Linked DNA regions of Gasterosteus aculeatus: region 2 is linked to region 1. Evidence: chromatin contacts called from public Hi-C data. All regions are on one chromosome and are shown on one strand. Each heading gives the region's core, a stretch centred on a gene start, on an enhancer-like site or on the middle of the called end of the contact. The rest is flanking DNA. Distances are from core to core; before and after follow the strand shown.

Region 1 (6,407 bases), core at 999-3,498:
TCTGCTGCGTGGTCTGTTTCCGATGGCTACTCAAAGGCCAGTGCACACAGGGTACGCAGAGGATGTGGGTGGTTTATGACTTGTTATAAACTTATTATGACCTGATCTGGGAGACGGGGGAACAGAAGACTCCCTCATAACAAGTGGAGTGATGAGGAAAGCCACAGCAGCAAAGGGGTCGGTAATGATGACCCATGAGAAATGTGTCAGATCACTGTGACAACTGGCGCTGCCAAGGACAAACACGAGCTCAGTGGTTAAGCCAAGGCAGCGGACAACGAGTCAAATAGACCACGATGTCCTCGATCTACTGGTGAAGATCACGCGTGTGACCAATGGGCTCCAGAACAACTAAATGGACATAGTGTGAGGTCATTTTATCAGCCAGATACCTTCAGAGTCATAGAGACACGGGCAGGAGAACTGTCCATTTCAGACATGGTGCCAACCACGAAGAAGACTAGACAACACCTGGATTATTGGTGGTTATCTCAACCCGGGACCTGTTACCATACGCGCTAATTCTACTTCTCCATGAATGAAACCTTGACCTCGGGGGTCGAAGCTCCGGGCTGCGGTCAGAACACATCTGCTGGGAGTCACAATGCTGTTGATGCTGCGTGACAGCGGCTCCCTGCAGCCGATGGACTGCGTCTGCTAACTCCTCTCTGGGAGCGGGCCGCGGGGCAACAAGAGGACTCACGTAGTGTTTGGACGGACTGCGCCTCTTCTCCACGTCCACGACTTTCACGTCCAGCACCGTCCGGAACTGCATCTTGACCCTGCAGAGGCTCTGCATGGACGCGACAGACAGGCTGCTGCTGCCGCTGCCGCTGCCGCTGCTCCGGATCAGCCGCCTCCTATCGCGGGAGAGAGATCCCGACATGCATCGCTGAGCGGTGTCAGCCGGACCCGGCGCGTGGAAGAGGCGGCGCGGAGCGGCTGTCCTTTGTGTCTGCCGCGGTGCCTATCGCGGGGGGACAGCCGCACGCCGGGAGCCTCCGGCGGGCGGTGCGCTCGGGAGGGAGCCGGGCGGAACCCCCGGTGGTTCGGCGCGAGCCGGGGCAATTTAGGGGGAACCCGGTGGGACGGGCTTCACGCGGACGTCCTCGAGGCCACCTAGATAAGAAATAAAGCAAAAGGCACGAGCGCGGGGCTCCGTCCTCGGGCAGCGGGGGGCCGGCGTGTCCGTATCATGTCGGTCATCCCCTCGGGGCCAACGCAGCTCGTCCTCCCGCGTTCTACGACAGTGAAGCGCGGCTGCATGTCAGCGGACCTCCGCGCGGGCCGGGCGTTCGGAGTCGGGATAGCGCCGTCCGCGCTCTGACTCACGCGCTGCTCCCTGGCCGGAGATATGGATACAGATGTTTACAAGCTGACCAATCAGCGGCCGCCTGCCCTCCAGGAGAGAGCCAATTAACGACGGAACACTGCCCCCCCGTGCACGCAGCGACGCGCGCACCAGCGGCCGCCGTGACACGCCAATGATGTCACCTCTTTCATTAATACAATGATGTTTAATTTCACATGCTTAAATGTGCTTTCTTTTTATTTAGCTGGTGTCCATACAGTAAACAACATACACTAGCAATTTGTGTTAATCAGCCACATTGTGCGTGTAGACGTGGTCAAGACAACTAGCTGAAATTCAGAAAGGGGACTTGAGTGAATGTGGTTGTTGGTGCCACACGGACTGGTCTGAGTAGGTCAAGAAACTTCTGATCTACTGGGGTTTTGGCGCACAACCATCTCCAGCGTGTACGGAGGATGGTCCCAAAGAGAGAACTTGTCCAGTAAGTGGTGTGGACCAACATGCCTTGTTGAGGAAGAGGAGAATGTTTCCAACATTGAAGTTGTGGAACAACTTACCAGATAAGATCAAAGATTGTAAACATATTGCACAGTTCAAAAAACATCTTAAATTATACACATTAGCCAAATATGAGATCTGTGAAAATATTAAGTGAAGGAAATTTAAATTGTATTTATTTGTGCGTGTGAGTATGCGTGCGTGTGTGTGGGTGAGAGTGTGTGTGAGTGTGTGTATGTATGTATGATATTAATCTTCAAAGTAATATATACTAATTGAGAATATGGATAAGAAAGGGGTGGGTATCTATAAGCTTTTGCTTCCCCCTACTCCTTTTCTTGAACAAAAGGTGTATTTTCTCATTTTGTGGTCTACGTCTATGTTGATTTTTAAATTTTTTATTATTTGGTGTCTACATGTTCAAGAAATAAAATTCTTCAAATCAAATCAAATCAAATCAATCGTAACTCAAATAAACACTCAAAAAAATACCACACCAAGGGCCACTCCTGTTAACTAAGAACAGGAAACAGAGACCATCATTTACACTGGCTCACCAATACAAGATTGAAAACATGTTGCCTGGTCTGATGAGTCTCAATGCCAGCTGTGACAGTCAGATGGTCACAATTTGGCTTAAACAACATGAAAGCTTGGATCCTTCCTGCCTTGTAGCAACGGTTCAGGCTGCTGGTGGTGTGATGGATATTTAACTAACTTACTATTTGAGCATGGTTTAAATTCCACAGCCTACCTATGGACAGTTGGTGACCATGGTCATCCCTTTATGACCACAGTGTACCATCTGCTGATGGCCAGCAGATAATGCACCACGTCACAAAGCTCGTATCGTCTCAAACTGGCTTATCGAACATGACAAGTTCGCTGTACTCCAACGGCCTGTGTGATGCTCTCATTTCAATACGGACCAAAAGACCTGAGGAATGTTGCCAATGCCACAAAGAAATAAGGCAGTTCTGAAGGCAACGGGGGGGGGGTCAAACCTTGTAAGGTGGACGGTGAGCGTGCATCTGCATGTTGGATAAAGGCAGGTTCAGAACTGTTTGATGTTCAGAGCTCTTTAACATTGTCCTTCAATTATCAGTGAGATCTACGTTTTATGATTTAGGTAGCATTGTTATTCAGGTAATGACCTGGTCACAGAAAACGCGTAGTGGAACTCTTTCCGTGATGCATAGTTTATTGGTATTTCGGAGCATGGTTTAAACATTTTTATATATATATATAGACTCGCTATGCATTTAATTATCTGTGACCAAAACCAATTTGAAAAAAACAAATAGTCCTAATAGATGGTAACTATATCGACATAAAATAAACTTCCCTGGCGTGTAGAGGGCTTACATTTTGGCCCCGGGTGCCTCTCTAGCGGGTTAATCCAGCCATGCATGAGCCCCACGCTGTCATTTCTTTCTCATTAAACTCAACGTGATGAACGTTTACCACAATGATAAAGTCGTCCTGAAACCTTCCCTTTCACATGTCCTTATGCAGCAGTCATTTCAAACTGGCAAAAGCCACGCGTTGTGGAGCAATACGCCGTAGCACACATAGTATCCGGAGTAACACTAAAACGCGGTGTAATGGTCTTCGCTGGTGCTGACGATGTCGCTGTTGCACTCCAGGGACTTGAGGACCAGCTGCAGGGTGGCCTTGCTCACGTTCAGGCTGTGGCGCTGTCGGACCGCGGACAGGACGTGCAGGATGTGGCAGCCCTTCTCTGCATCTACGAGCACAGGAGGAAGCACCCGTCAGCACGCAGGAAACCGAGGCTTCGCAGCGAAAAGGGGAATTCGCGGCGGTTGCTTTTTCAAAAGACGATAAGAAGTTGAGCTTTATTTCCCCCATTCTATGGCAGAAAACACTACTGTTCGATCACACACCCAGCCCTAATACACACACACACACCTTGCATTTACCACCAAGACTCATGAGACATCCACATTAATGCTGGAACCGGTTTCCACTAATCAAGAGCAACAGGAGGAAGCGCACTTACACTTTTCTCTCCGAGAGTCCTCTCTGATAACGTCCTTGACAGCGATGAGCAGATCTGTGTCACGTGCCGTCACCTGCGAGGGGGCAACAGCAGGAGTCCTCACTAACGTGACCAACTGGCGAGTGACGGGTGGAATGGAGACGTCTCTGATGGTCCTTACATTATAGACTTCGTCCTGGGATTTGACCTTGCGGTACACGACTCCCTCGTCCTGTAGAACCTGCAGCGCCTCCTTCAGAAGCTGCCGCAGCTGCTGGCATGCGGACGGACCTGCCACTGGCTCCTTCACAGCGACAGTGACACAACAGAGCTGACACGAGGCTACGTTTGTTTTACACTTTTAGACCTCCAGAATGTTCTGCTCTCAAAATGCTGCTACACGGAAACACCTCAGTGTGATGTCCTCTTGATGAATGGATGACATGTCCCATAAAAGAATACAAACAAGCCTCTACGCTAGGGGTGACATCCCAGCTGCGTTTGCTCACCTCGTTCACACATAAGGACACTTCAAATGCAGCTTTTTTGTCAAGATTTTCCTTTTGGTTCCACCACCACACAGAGAGAGGATTCCATTGCTGTACCTGGTCTGCGCTCGCGGTTTGAGGCTGGCAGGGGATCAGAGGCTGCAGGAGGTCCTGAACATCATAGGGTCGGAACCTGGTCACCGACTTCTGCTTAAAGAAATCCTTGATGATATTCGTTGCCTTGCCGACGACGCTGATGGGCGAGTCACTGAACAAGAGGAAAACAATGTGTCTGTGATACAGTTGAGAGCAATGCTTACGCACATGTTGACAGAATGGATGACAGATGAGAGCCTGCGTTGTGCAGCCAGTGTGCGAAAGTTATGTCAATTATTCCACATGTTTTATGGGAATGCAAGACATTTTCTGTCCAATTCAAACATCTGGGAGTATGCGTTGTACATCAGTGTTCACCACTTATCACACATCCTGGTCCTAGTGAGTTGCAACTCACCTGATATGTACTAGCTTGATGGGAGATATGTATGCTTAGAGTTTGGACTCTTCTCCGTCACCCTCATGTTGTTTTAGAACCAGCAGGAACGTGAGAGGGTGAAGTTAAGAAAAAAAACACTAAATATGAGATTTGAGTGTTAAAACTCTCTGGGAGAGGAGGAAAGTTTAAAGCGCCGTGGTGCCACCTGTCAATCACGAGTAGGGGCTTGGATAAATGTGTGTGTGAGCAATGACGCGTAGTGGGAAGACTTTGAACGGTCGTGTGCTATAAAAAGTCCATTTAGCATTCCACACTGTTTTCCACTGTTCAACTTTGACTGACACCAATATTCCTAAGTGGATTGAAACTCATTATAAAACATTTACTCTCGCCAACTTTCTGTAAATATTTGCATGCTGCTGTGATGGTCCATTAAGAGATGAATGTTTGTACCCTGCTGCATCAGGCTGAAGCTGTGGCGGTTTGTCATAGCACAGTCTGTAGAGCTGAGGAACGTCCATCATCCACGCTACCTGGACCGCCATCACCGGGTCGTCCACTTTGTCTGGGAACACCAAGACATCAATGGTGGGAACAGCCGCACGCTACATTGTGAAAGTGGACGGTGGTGGTCTGCAGGGGAGCGCCGTCCACTCACAGAATGTGGAGGCCATGATTTCTCTCTGCTGCCTCGACGTCTTCACCGGCCCCCTCACCCGGAGCAGCTCTCCGATCTCCAGGCGGCAGCGGCTCCTCTGGGTCTCTCTCAGCTTCTTTAGCTCGGCGACCAGGTTGAAGCCTCCTTGAGCCCCGTCACTGTGCTGTGCTCCTGCTGGAGATGAAAGATTTCTATGCAAAGGCACTCAGTGGCTTGTGGTGATACATGAACGAATGACATTGTGTGTATGCAGCGTCTAATGTATAATGATTCTCCAGTATTAGGCTGCACTAATAAACATTGAATTTATTTACATGACTAACTCAAGTGAGGCTCATATAAGCAGTTAAACGCTGCGTTTGCCAACTCACATGGGGCAGGGTCCTCCTCCTTGAACAGGTCGTTCTTCCAGCAGAGGCAGTTTATCACACCAGTACCATCGTCCACTGGGAACAAAGGAGACTTATTCTCTAAATGTGTGTTGGCTTGTGATCGTGATTTGGGGGGGGGTTGATGAAATGTCAACAGAAACTGGATCATCGTCAGAGATTTTATCAATGTTCATCCCCAACCTGGCAGAATGACGCTTTTTGCCAAAAATGGCATAATGGGTCCCAAAATGTCCCCCAGAGACAGCATTCACAGTCCAGTGAAACCCCTGTCCTGTTTTTTTTTATTTTTGTAATATATTTGTCACACATAAACATTTCATATGAAACAACTTTTTATACTAGACTAAGGGAAGGAAATGTGAAAAGAGTAATTATTGATTGATTTTTTTGGAAAGCTGAGCTCCCTTTCACCAGCCACAGGCAGCCTAATTAGGCACTGTATCCTGTCTATCGCCCGAAGTTGGCTGGGATGGACTCCAGGCCCCCCCGCGACCCTGTGTGCAGGATAAGCGGTTTGACGATGGATGGATGGATGGATGAGATTGTTACACACCTCCGTAACAG
Region 2 (6,814 bases), core at 1,426-3,925, 52 kb before region 1:
CTCAAGTCTTTACACTGTATACATTTTAGTAAACCAGCACTAAAAGTCTCCTTTCTTTTTATACGCGTATAAGTTTACATTGTCAAGGACATATTGCTTGCATGAGAGTGCGGGTAACATTGTAGAGGAGTGATGCCACTGGCGTCCTTGAAGACATCAAAAAGTGGGACACTGGGGGGGGGGGGGGGGACGTGGGGCTGCTTATTTCTTCCGCTCCAGGTAGTTGGAGGGGACCCAGCCTTTGCGGGGCAGCAGGCTGTCCTGCACCTGGCAGTACCACCACCCGTTGGGGTTTCTCTCCAGCACCTCCAGGCAGGTGCCCTCGGTGAAGCCCATTGTCTCCTCGTCGCCGCGGTAGTCGGCGATGGACACGTACACGTCCCTGCCCAGGTTGTTGTGGATCAGTTGGCCCTTCTCTATGGGCTTGGGTCGCACCGTGGACACGGGGATGCCATTGCGTTGGTTAACTCTGCTCAAGGAGTCATTGCCCGTGCTGAACGCGCTCCCCGAGGAGCCCGGGCCGGAGCGCTCGGCGGGCCTCGTGTTACTCTCTACGACGACGTGTGGACGCACCGTGCTGAAGGAGGCGTTGCGGCGGACGCCAAGAGTGGCCGAACCGGAGCCGTAGTGATCGCTTCTGCCGAGGGAGTCGTTCCGCCTCAGAGACCCTGTCATATAGTGTGAGTCCTTGGCGGGCTGAGATGTGGTTACAAACACCGACTGAGGCCTCACCGCCACCTGACGTACCCCGTTCCTCATCCGCACTGCTCCATTCACTGTCCCAGAAGGCTTGGAAAAGCCACCAGGAGGCTTTGAAGGGATTGGCGGGGTATCCCTCCTCACACCTTGATGCTGCTGGCTCGGACCCTGGATGTTGATGTTGATGTTGTTCAGGGCCAGAACGTGCTGCTCGTTTTTCTCCAGGCTGTTGGACTTACTCCCAGCATGTCTACCCAGGTCCAACCTACCTGCATCCCCCACTGGTCTGACAGGTTCCAGGTAGTACGAAGGAGCCCAGCCCTCCTCGGATGCCCAACGAATGTACCACCAACCGCTCTCCTGCTTCTCCAGGACCTCGACCTCCACCCCGGCTGGAAAGCTGATCTCAGAGTCCTGGACCTTCTTATAGTTATCCAGGGAGCGGTAGAGGTTGGGACCTTCCACGTCTGACTCCCCTCGGCTTCCTTTGGAGTAGACGGAAGAGAGATCCGAGGTGCTGCGTGAACACATCGAGTCCTCTGATGAGACGACAGAGGCCGTTTCAGAGTCGTCCCCGCGGCTGGCTTTGAGGCTGTGAGGCCGGAACTGACTTGTGGGCCTCAGCTGCCGTCTCAAAGAGTTGATGTCCATCCTCTCTGGACTCTGGGGCTCGGATTTGGTCAGGAGCGGTTTAGGTCTGACGGAAGGCTTGGGCCTGGTGGAGGGGCTCTGACCAATCCTCTGCTCCACATCCCGGTTGAAGGCGGAGCCTTTCTTGGGGCCTCTGCTCAATTCATCTGATGAAGAGCCGGGGCTGTTGTTCTGCGACCTGAAGCGGATATCCACATGTCTGCCTAAAGTCTGGCTTCTGCGGTTGACCTCTGGTGTAATGGCCTTCATGGGACGACCAGCTAAAGGGGAGGATCCGGATGGCCTGCGTGGAACGGTGGAGGAATGGTAGCTCCTTGGAGAATTTGGCTCACTAGAACCTTTGACGGAAGTTCTTTCAACTCCACTGCTTGGCCTGAAGCCTTCGTTCTCATAGACGCACTCCTCTTTTGCAACCTCTTCTGCAGACCTGAAGGCCGCTCTTCGATGAGTAAACACGGGGGACGCCTTGCAGACAGGAGGGGCCTTGCAGACAGGAGGAGAGGCCTTGCAGGAAGGAGGGGGGCCGCGGTACTTGTTGCTGGCCATGCTGGTAATCTTCACATCGAAGGCACGCTCATTTTTCCGTGAATCCGTGTCGGATTCACCGTCGCATCCGATTGCAGGAATATCATATTCAGGTTCCTCGTACGCAGGCCTGCTCGGCAGCTCTGGGACTTTAGAGGCAGAGTTAGAGGGAGGAGGAGCCTCGTCAGACTCTTGTTTTTTGACAGGAGGAGCTGGGGGCGGGACTTTGGGCCGGGTCAGGGTGCTGGTCCGTCGGCTGAGATTGGGCTTCTTCCGCTTGTCGATGTAGGAGCAGGGGGCCCAGCCCTCCATCTCTCCAATCTGCACATACCACCAGCCTCCAGGGTTCTTCTCTATCACCTATATGGACATGGAAGATATAAGCAATCTGAAAAAGTGTATGTCTTTTATGCAGAGATACGCACCTGATCCAGAATATTATGTTATTACATTAAAGACGAACATTAACACATCAATATATCTGTCTGTCTGGGTAGCACTTGGTGGACATAACAATGAACCATCATCTTACATCAGCCTTTTGTCCTCCATGGAAACTGATGCCATCAGAGATGGAGGACTGGAAATCTGCTATGGTGTAATACTCTGCTTCCACAGCAGGGGGCTCTGGAGGCTTTGGTAACTGGAATCCCTGGACAGCAAAGAGGAAGAGATGTGAGCAGCAGACATACTGGATCTAGCCAGCATCACAAGGCGTTTGACATGCTCAAGTTTCATGGCGCGATATGACACATAACATGGTATGTGTAGTATGTAAATGGTCAGTGACACATTCAGATGCTGAAATATCACGGCATTGTTATTGTGCTTTAAAGGGTGCAATGCTAATTCTCACAGCTCATCTGTGTTTGAGCTGTTCTTAAAATAAAGTTACTTCTTCTCTGGGATCAAAGGTAGTTCGGTGAGGCTACATTCACATTTAAGTCCTCTTGGCTATTAGAGAGCAGCAGCTTGTGAGTGTCTTACCAAGTTGGTTTCTCTTCGTGGGGGGGGTTTTTGTCTCAGATTTGGAGACCCTGATAAACAAAAACACATGTTATTAAAACTATGAACCCACATCCAACAGTTAAGAACTATGGAGTCGTATTTATTCCTCATTTCTGTTTGAATGAGACTTTAATATCCGAGGTAAAACTCGTAATTATTATTATTGTTAATTATTTTATTTCTCTACATGATACCATTCATGTATTTGGAAAATAAATGCTCAGGATGCTTCAAGGAGCACGTGACTGAAATGGAAATAGACACACTGAGCCGCACAGATTAGTGTGACGTGTTAGATTACACCACCACCATCACGTAGTTTACCTACAGCATCAAAGACTACGCAAAAGGAAAAGCCTTAATGTCTCATACCAGGACTACAAAAGCTCCTCTCCATCGCTGCATTGCATTTACAGCTCAATTGTCTGCTGACGCCCCACGAGCACTCACCAATCTCCACTCTGTGCGGAGCCACTCTGGCCACAGCCGGGGAGCCTGGCTCGCCCCTTCCTTTATTCTCACTCAGGGCGGCGCTCGCTGCTATTCCCAGACACGGGCTGTTGGTGTCGCGGCCCGCGCTCAGCCTCCTGCCCGTCTCGGCGTTGATCTCGGAGTTGTAGGGCACCGGGAGGCTGATCTCGCTCTTGGAGATGTGGCGCTCCGGCGTGGTGCTGCCCTCCGCGTCCGTCTGGATGTCCTTCTCGCTGACCGACTTCTTTTGCAACAGGTTGCTGATCTCCATGATGTTGCCGATGATCTCCACGGGGCCCGTTAGGGTCTTCTTGCGGGGGGAGAAGTCTTCCTTCATCTTTTTCAAGTAGGAGGCAGGAGCCCAGCCCTCTTTCCCCAAGTATCTGTGGGCAAACACAGAAGGACCCGTGTTCAATAGTAAATCCTGACGAAGGTATCTCTGTGTTATATTATCCAAAGGAGCCTGTTCCAAGCTCACACATCATCACTTTATGGAGTCAGTTTGAAAGGTCCGGTTGTGTACTAGGCATTATGGGAAATGTAGAGTTTCTGGAGCTTGACCCACAGGGATGGAATTATTATTACAACCTCTTCCTTTCTGTAAGGTGCAATAGTGCATCACCAGTGCCCCTTGAAGAAATGCTTTGATATTACTTTGACCATAACTCACACCTCAGCGGGATACATTCCCTGGGACGCCACTAGGGAATGAAATGACCCAAATAAGATCCTGTGTGTTGAACACCATTTTAATGCGTAACTTTCTTGCTTCATCCAAATGAGTCATTTCAGAGTGCTTCGTGGATCAATGGGTCTGCATATGCAAATACGTGAGTCATTTGCCTCTCTGTGGGCTACTCTTCACTCAAAACACGTCCGATCACTTCGTGCTGCAGACAGTCGAGCAGCGACCAGGAGGAATCCCCAGAAGAGAAAAGAATCCCTGATGTTTAGACTTCCCTGGAGAAGCACGTACATCTGGGGTTCGGCTTCCTGGTGGAGCTGTGCTCTGAGACGACTCGCTGTGCGTTCCAATGACGGTGAGTCACCAATGTCCCAAATCTCTCTGACGCCACCCCCTCCAATCACAAAGTATCCCAAGCTGATGTACACATGTTAGCCGTATTCACTGTGCATGTCACATGCCACATGGAAACATGAGACAGCAATGGGGGATGAAGGGAGACGAACAATGGGTACACACACACTGGCTGGGTTAACTGCACACACACACATTAGAATACAGCTGCAGAGCCCCCCCCCCCCCCCCCCTCTCTCCTTCTGCAACTCACCTGATGTACCACCAGCCCTCCAAGTTCTTCTGGATGACCTCCACGGTGACCCCTTTCTCGAAGCTCACTTCATCCTTCCCTTGACTGGAGTGCGGCTGTATGGTCAGGTACTTCTCCTCTGGGGGAAGGACGGAGAGAGAGTAGCACAGTGAGTGACCTGGGGTCATTAAGCCCTCTCACACCGAGCGGCGAGACCACTGTGGAGTTTACATATTTCCAGAGGCCTTATGAGGGGGAAACATGGGGAGCGTGACCTACTTAAAACCCTCGGACTATTTCCATACGACACAAACACATTAATAACAAGCAGCTCCCTGTCGCTGCTTGTTTGTCATCCACGCGAGTCCTCGTTGGAGCTATTCTCCCCCCCCGATCCAGATCGTGCATCTCGCTCAGCGTCACAATCAGTTTCTCATGGTGGGTGGTGCATACATGGCCATGAACAAAAGTGCTCGGGCAAACACAACGATATCATACACAAGTGTATTTGAAAGTGTGCTTGGAGCAGAGTCAGTCGGGGACCCGGGTTCTGTTGACGAGAAAGAAACTGTTTGTGTGGCGTGAGGTCTCGGTCCTGATGGACCTCAGCCTCCTGCCAGATGGAAGGGGCACAAACAGCTTTAGTCCGAGATGTGAAGGGTCTCCAGAGGGAGATTCCCCTTCAAGTGGCTGGCCGACATCAGGGCCCCCAGAGGGAGATATTTGGACCAAGTTCTCTCGTCTCAGATCCCTATCTGACCACCACTCCTCCCTCACAACCGGCCTGAAGGGAAGCACGTTCTACATGGTGTGTAGAGGGTCACAGTACTTACTAACATAAGTCAGACCAAGCTTCCCAGCAGTGCAACACACGTTAGCTCATCTCAGTGGCTCGTGATCGGATGACTTAAAGGTCGAGTGTGAGGCCTTTCAGAGGACCCATCGGTACCAGTGGAACATCAAATACACGACCATTAGTGTAACTACGGGATCGCTTGTTTAGAACGAGCCCTTCACGTCTAAATCGTCAGTAGGAGTCCGGAGTCCGCGTGCGTTAGCCAGGACCTGGCTGGAGGGAACGAGATTTTTCTAGAACACGTGAAGGTCAGGGACGATATCTGAAAGGCGCGTCTGCTTATTCATGTGAATGTGTGCATTCAAGGAGCTCGGGACAGTCGCCCCACGGCAGGGACTCCACTTCCTCTGCTTGCTGAGTGGAATGCCAGGCCTGAAAGCCTGTGCGTGTGTGTGTGTGTGTGTGTGTGTGGGGTCGTGCGAGTGCCTGCAGATGAACAGAGAATAAGAAATAGGATGGTTTAGGATGTGTATTGATGTCCTGCTAACAAATTCTTTGGCGCTGTGTGCGTCTGGTTGACCCTCACACTTTGATTCAATTGGAGAGGCGAGCGCGCCCTGACTTTGCTCTTAAGGTCCCGTCTCCTTCACGAGGCGTAACGTTGCAGCGTGTGTCAGCAAACCGGCTGCAGAGTAATCGCTCTTTGTTTTTGTCCTTTGCCAGTGCTACTCAATCAAACTGTACCTCAAGTGTGTGTAAAACCTCACTCACACGTTTTGATAACGCCAGCTCAGCAATGCCTTATCAGGCAGGGAGCGTGGTGTCTCTATTCGTTGAGCAAACACCGAGTTAAAGAGGGGAGGGGATTACAACGGGCGAGAGGTACCTGCATATAAGACCTAATTCTCAATTTACATTCAAAATATTAGCGTGCAGCAGTCCTTGTCCTTCAGTCTCCTTTTAGATAATTCCTTCTAGCTGAGTGTTGATTGGAGGGTGTTGAGGACTGGCTCCTGATAAAGAACTGGGTTCCTGCTCCCCTGCATGAAGGACGATGTGCTGCGCAGTTTGAGTCCTTAAATCAGCAGTTTGTTATGTCCACTGCTAAAAAACGAAGCGCTGCAGCTTTGCGTGAACGTATTTTTTCTGTGTGTGTGTGGTCGCTCCTTCAGCATTGAAGCATTTTTTCGGAGAAATACAAGCATTTCCCAGCATTTTAAACCGGAGGGAGCTGGCTTTAGCTAAGCAGCAACACTGTGTACAGCGAAGGTGTGCATTCTATGTTTGGGGAAGTGAGTTTTAAAAACGTGATTATAATCTGCGCCGAGACTTCGATGGGGGGTGTGTGTGTGTGTGTGTGCATCCGTCTCCGCTCCCACAGCTAATCTTTTCA

The links. A called contact is a pair of places that touch in the nucleus more often than the background predicts.
Region 2: a contact with region 1 is called in a Hi-C map of skeletal muscle, with 6 times the contacts expected there. The contact joins the enhancer-like site here to the promoter of sh3pxd2aa in region 1. A contact is called at or near these places in 2 of 6 Hi-C or Micro-C datasets (both in skeletal muscle).

Annotation. Positions count from the first base shown.
Region 1 is chr9:2,577,828-2,584,234 of fGasAcu3.hap1.1, reverse strand. sh3pxd2aa (SH3 and PX domains 2Aa) reads right to left here and starts at 2,248. Exons shown (of 14, transcript XM_078080130.1): 1 at 704-2,248. The coding sequence starts at 886. stn1 (STN1 subunit of CST complex) reads right to left here. Exons shown (of 9, transcript XM_040186817.2): 2 at 6,397-6,407; 3 at 5,823-5,897; 4 at 5,452-5,625; 5 at 5,247-5,358; 6 at 4,415-4,565; 7 at 3,991-4,113; 8 at 3,831-3,903; 9 at 2,994-3,557. The coding sequence ends at 3,400.
Region 2 is chr9:2,629,717-2,636,530 of fGasAcu3.hap1.1, reverse strand. sh3pxd2aa (SH3 and PX domains 2Aa) reads right to left here. Exons shown (of 14, transcript XM_078080130.1): 10 at 4,647-4,764; 11 at 3,334-3,737; 12 at 2,863-2,912; 13 at 2,408-2,527; 14 at 1-2,235. The coding sequence ends at 202. Among protein-coding and RNA genes, the nearest start is that of neurl1aa, 42 kb to the left of the region's middle. Within about 2 kb of position 2,675, at least 2 of the 9 cell types and tissues checked have open chromatin away from gene starts, as enhancers often do.